2 separate regions of the Rattus norvegicus genome follow, and region 2 is linked to region 1. Evidence: chromatin contacts called from public Hi-C data. All regions are on one chromosome and are shown on one strand. The core of a region is the stretch at or near the end of the contact, and the rest is flanking DNA. Distances in the headings are between cores, read along the strand shown. Region 1 has its middle 88 kb from the start of Tbl1xr1. Region 2 overlaps Tbl1xr1 (TBL1X/Y related 1).

Region 1 (2,945 bases), core at 303-2,802:
ACCTTCAGAAAAGCAGAGCCAGGCAGACCTTTGGCACACCTGAGCTGAACTCTTGTCTTCAGTCTCTAGTCTTCTTCAAGTACTTCCTCTCAGAGACCAGGGAGGATTCTAAATGAACTATGAGACTGTGTATCACATGGATAACCAAGTGATGTTGTCACTCACCCATCATGCCCATTCCTGTGTAGTTATAGCCACCAAGTCTTGGCCAGATCCAGAGAAAAACAGGTTAAGTAACTACAGCAACTTTAATCTCTGGATCCTGAGATTGTGCCCTTAGAGTTTTCAGCTACACCTTTTGTCCTCTGGATACCTTGACTCGCCACTACCTGTGACATGACAGGAGTATGAAAGAACAAATGGCTCATTGATATGATAACATTTTTTTCTGAATTATTTTTTTGAGACAGGATCTCACATAGAATAGTCTGAACTAGAATTTGCTATATGGTTAAGAATAGCCTTGAACTTCCTATCTTTCCATCTCTAACTAGAAAAGTACATTTTAAACTTTGAGGCTTAATCAGTTACTGGTTACCACTGTTATGTTGGAGGCATTTTCAAGAGAACCTCAATCTTGAGATTATGACATTTAGTTAAAATTCTTTATTTATGGTAAGTGTTCTTTTATGAGAAATGCATGTTCTAAAAGGCTCAAAAGTTTCCCTAAATTTTTTAAGCAACTGTATCTATGTGACACTACTTATCTTTTAAAAATACAATTTTTCGTTGGTTTACGTTTTTTTTTTCCCCCCTCCAAGACAGGGTTTCACTGTGTTGTGCTGGATGTCTTGGAACTCTCTTTGCAGACCAGGCTGGCCTCAAACGCATAGAGATCTGCCTGCATCTGCCTCCTGAGTTGTGGAATTAAAGGCGTGTGCCAGTATGCCCAGCAAAAAGACATACAGCATTTTGTAAAAAGCAGTTTGTAGCTCAGCTGCTATAGTGCTTACGTAGCATGTACGAAGCCTGGGCTGGACACCCAGCCCTGACAGTGGTGATGCACACTTACAACTCCAACATCCTGGGAGGTGGAGGCAAAAGAATCAGAGGTTCAAAGGCATTCTCCATTAAATAACAATTATAGGTCAACCTATGCTACCTGAAACCCATCTCAAAAAAAGAACAAATAAGGTAAAGGAAATATCCATGAGAAAAAGTTATCAATTATGTAAAAAACGAGTAGTTTGTAAAGCAATCTTTGTAACTAAATGTGAGACAAGGGCCAAATCTCATTTACAGGGTAGTAGGTTTGTCTCCTGCAAAACAATGGAGAAAGACAGACCTGTCCCCTGAGAAGTCTATCTGTACCAGACTACTGTGAGGTACACTTGAATGCCACGTAAGTCTGAAAGTTGTTCTGACATAAAGAGGAAAAACACACACCAGGTAGCTTGTCCTGAAAGAGTTCTTGAAACAAATCAATGTCAAAGCCACAGAGCGAAGCAGAGCAGGCCAAGGGTGACTTACTAAGGCTTAGAAGGAAGGGTTTTGGCACAATCTCCTTCTCTGAGCAGGAACCCTGACCTTTATTCTTGCTCGATCTCTCTGGATTGCAAAATCCATGCAACCTTTTCTCTTCTGACCTAAGAGCTTCCCAGAAGAGAATACGGTTGGGGTAGGGACACTGAACAGGAGAGGAAATATGTGTTCTGTTGTCACTGTTTTCTGAGACAATCGAGAGAGATCAAAGGATAAGACATGATTTACAATGGAAAATTCTAGTTTCTACCTAGTCATTGAGTGTATGAGGAAGCTTACACTAGATTTTACTTAAGCACATTAAAAGCCAAGTTTGGAATGAGTTGTGAACACTTATCTAATAGGAGGCCACTTATCTAAATGGGTGACCCAAAAGGAGTGTTGGCCCAGATAAGACTGCCACAGGCAAACAGCCCTATGCCCTTGGCTACCTAAGAAAGCAGTTCATATATCATTGCACACACACAGCCATACTAAGTCATTTGTGGTTTCTACTATGATTTTAAAAGAAAATGTTCAAGGGTGACATAACAGTTTTGCTTTATTTTTTATTGTCATCTGGGAAGTAACTTAGTTAGTAGAATGCCTGCCTAGCTTACACAAAGCTTTGGGTTCAACCCCCAGGAGTGCATACACTGGACACAGTAGCACATGACTGCAATCTTAACACAGGAAGATGGAAGCCAGATGATCAGAAGTTGAAACTCAGCCTAGGTTACATATGAGACTCTGTCAAGAAAGGGGGAGAGAGGGGGGGGGAGGGGAGGGGAGAGAAGGGGAGAGGAGGGGAGGGGAGGGGAGAGGAGGGGAGAGAAGGAAAGGGAATGTCATCCTGGGTTAAATGAGAGACTCTGTCAAGAAGAAAGAAAGAAAGAAGGAAAGAAGGAAAGAAGGAAAGAAGGAAAGAAAGAAAGAAAGAAAGAAAGAAAGAAAGAAAGAAAGAAAGAAAGAAAGGAAGGAAGGAAGGAAGGAAGGAAGGAAGGAAGGGGGGAGGGGAGAGAAGGTTAGGTTGGTCATTTTTGCTTTAGTGCTGTTATGAGGCTGTCAGGACCAAAATTGTACCAGCCTGTGTGTCTATAATCTCTAAGTCTACTCATCCAATTTTGAATGACTAAATGAAATCAGTCCAAGCTGCTACAGAATTTATCCAGGGCATTTGGGAGAACTGGAGCCCTAAAAAAAGATGCTTTAGAACTGTTAAACAGGAAACAAACCAGTGAATATTCTAGAAGATGACCCTGAAAGAAGGCATCAGTCTCCGTTTCCCAAGTAGAAGCAGCTCCGGATGTCCTACCTCTGACTGCATCAGACTTAAGCCCCATCTTCCCCATGTGATTGTGAATCTCTCCACTGAAGAAAAGAGAGCCTTCCTATTCTGCATTTGCCCACAAAGAAACTGAGCTCTAGGAACAGTGTATTCACTCATCTCAAATTTGATCTGTATGCCTCTACTATATTTATTA
Region 2 (3,052 bases), core at 442-2,941, 140 kb after region 1:
TGCAAATTAAAATAGTTCATGTTGTGTCTCCTTTTATGCCTCTTATTAGAAGATCTCCATGGTATCTTGTTTGTTTTGTACTCTTCTGTGGCCTCTTTGAAAGGTCCTTATTATGCTTTCTTCGTAATTGAATTTTGGAGAGACACGGAGTTTTTTTGGTTCCTCATCATTAGTCTTGAAATGAGGTGACTATAGCTGTCAGGTCACTTGTGTCTCTCTCTATTTCTCTTCTCTGCTTACTGTACAGTCTGATACTAAAAGAAGCCATCCTTCTGGTCCACTTCTGACAGGATAATAATTAGAGTAACAAGGACACCTCGTGGTCTACTCTTCCCTGCTTTCAGCCAGTGGTTCTCCACCCCTCTGGTCCCTTGGGAGAGGCTTTGACGTGATGTCCAGGTCTTACCCTAGATCAGTGGTTCTCAACCTTCTAAAGCTGTGGATCTTTGATACAGTTGTTCCTGTTGTGGTGACCCCCAGCCATGGAATTCTTTTGTTGTTACTTCTTAGCTGTAATTTTGCTACTCTTAGGAATTATAATGTAATATCTGATATGTGACCCACCATGGTGAGGAGCCAGAGTGATGTAGGTTTAAGTCTGTAGAGGCGTTTCCATAGCAGTTATCAGTCACACAGTATCCTTTTCACTGATGTTGTACTGCTCTGGTCTAATTAGCTGTTTACAGTCTTGATGCTAACTTTGACTCCTACTTGAGCTGTGCTTGGGAAGAATGTGGTCTAGTGGGGACAGTATCAGCCCCTCTGTTTCACTAACCCCTGCCCACTTTTAACTAAGATACTTCTGCAGTTCCTGTAACTTCCCTTTCCCTGGCCGTTTGTTTCATTCCCGTAAACTACCGTTTTGTTTTGTTTTTGAAGGCATAACACATAATATCTTTGTGCCACGAAAAATCTAGTATTTCTTAGGCATTGTGAACTGTACCACTAATTTGTAATTTAAGAGGAAAGGAGCAATTTGTTACACCTGGACAATAGTGATGTACTCACACATTTTAAAAAGTAATAGACTTTTTCTTACATGAATCTTGAAATTCTTTGTTATTGTTCTTGTTTTTTAATAACAGCAAACGTTTGTTGAACTTCTGTTACAGTGAACTGAAGCCTTTTCCTGTTTTTTTTGAGATATGGTCTGAATAGTTCTGTATTGCCTGTGACTTATGGGTGTGTGCCAGCATTCCTGGCTGAAACCTAAAACTTATACAACCTAAACTTTGACCTTGTTAATTTTGTTTGTTTTGACAGAGTCTCATGTGGTAGGGCCAGCCTTGAACTGCTGATCCTACCTCCCAAATGTTGAGAGAGGGAACTAATAACAAACTTGACTCACAGTTGACCACTCTTTAATTTAGAAACTTTGCTGTAGTTGAATTTGAGCAGGCAGCTTTTGAAGTCTTTGGTAACCTTTTGCTCTATTTGTACGCGGTGGTTTATTTTTATGTTCAATGGAAGGCACAGCTGCTTCATGCCCCACAGGATTGACTCAACTGAACCAGGTGCTTAGGTATCTCTGTATGGATTTTGGTCTTAAAAATTGTTCAGTTTTAGAAAATGTAAGGTTAAAGTATACAACTGTTTGGCTCTAATTTCCCCAAGTAACTTGAATAACAATGGAAGTGAAAGCAAGGACTGGTGCTTACTGAGGCTTCTGACTGCAGCTGAGCCCAGACTGCATCTCTAAAATCTTCCTGAAGGGGGAGCTACCCCCACCTCATCCTATGCTGGATGTCTGGTAAGCACTGTGTGTGTGTGTGTGCGTGTGTGTGTGTGTGTGTGTGTGTGTGTGTGTGTGTGTCTGTGACTGTGAGCTCAGTGTAGTGTACACTGTTACAAAGACTTTTTATTCCACCCTGGAGGATTGTCAGGCACGTGAGGAAAGTAACTGATAATTTTTTTAAAATCAGCAAATGAGAAAGGATCAGTTAGAGCTAATTTACATATATAGCTTCCTTAAAAATGGCACCATTTGGAATTGGTCCTTTTATCATCTTGGAAATCATGTAATAGTGGAATGCACTTGGAATTCTGTGACATTTCCCAGGAATTCATTTAATACAATCTTCTTCACCTTCTTATTTATGGAGTTGGGGTGAACTTGCAGCTATGCATGCTGTGTCCATCTTAACACAATCAGCTCTGGTAAGATTTTAATTTTTCCTCAGGTCTAAATGTGACTTCCAGAATTTCCACACAGAATGGGAACTGCTGTCTGCTTTCTTTAAGTATACTTTGTGGCACAGGCTACTGGACTCAGGCCATGCTCCTCCCTGTGTTTGTACTTTTCGTCGGTCAGTAGCCATGTTTCAAATCAGTGAGCCAAATGAATTTATTGTTAGAAACCAGTCAAAATAATTTTGTTATTTTGAAGATTTTTTTTCATAAATAAAAAGCCTAATTTTTATGTTAAAACCTGGTTATGTGTTAGTGGCATTACTGGGAAGACGCTTAGCTGCAATGTCTGTGCTAAAGGCCTTTTCTGAGATTATTGCATTACTTACTTTAGGTAAATGCTGATAATCGATTTAAAAAAACAACTATTTTGTTTGGAGACTGAATGAAGTTTAACAGTCTATAAAGTTAGCTTTGTAATTCATGAGGTGTACTTTAGTTTTCTGTTAGTGGAATGTCAGTCTGTCCCTGCCACCTTCTGGAAGTGGTGTGAAAAGTCATGAGAATAGCAGCCAGCCACTGCCTCTTCAGTTGGTGTGTTTGGTCTGTGCCTAGACCCTCACCTGTCCTGTTAGAACAGTGAATCCAAAGAGCTCCACATCTTCCAGTTGCCATTCTTAGTTAATAGAGGAATAGCAAGGTTAACAAATGGGCCCTGATGTATAGAAAAGGCTGGGCAGTCATGCTAGACGGCTATGGGAAGAGAGGTATGCTGAGGGAGCGCCCTCCCTTTGGATGGTCCTGACCAGGCTGCTGTGGGTTGAACTCTGCAGGAATGGGGCTAGGTTTGAGAGAAGAACCTTTTTGCACAGTGCATTTCTAGTATTAGAATGTCAGTGGCACGTGGAGGCGGCGACAGAGGAGT

The links. A called contact is a pair of places that touch in the nucleus more often than the background predicts.
Region 2: a contact with region 1 is called in a Hi-C map of liver, with 2.5 times the contacts expected there. The contact joins two enhancer-like sites. A contact is called at or near these places in 3 of 12 Hi-C or Micro-C datasets (kidney and liver).

What each region holds. Positions count from the first base shown.
Region 1 is chr2:106,641,484-106,644,428 of GRCr8, forward strand. No RefSeq gene overlaps it. Among named protein-coding and RNA genes, the nearest start is that of Tbl1xr1, 88 kb to the right of the region's middle. Within about 2 kb of position 1,553, at least 7 of the 93 cell types and tissues checked have an H3K27ac peak or open chromatin away from gene starts, as enhancers often do. A contact at or near this core is called in liver, where this site is marked.
Region 2 is chr2:106,783,065-106,786,116 of GRCr8, forward strand. All of the region lies in intron 1 of Tbl1xr1 (TBL1X/Y related 1), which reads left to right. Among named protein-coding and RNA genes, the nearest start is that of Tbl1xr1, 54 kb to the left of the region's middle. Within about 2 kb of position 1,692, at least 3 of the 93 cell types and tissues checked have an H3K27ac peak or open chromatin away from gene starts, as enhancers often do. A contact at or near this core is called in liver, where this site is marked.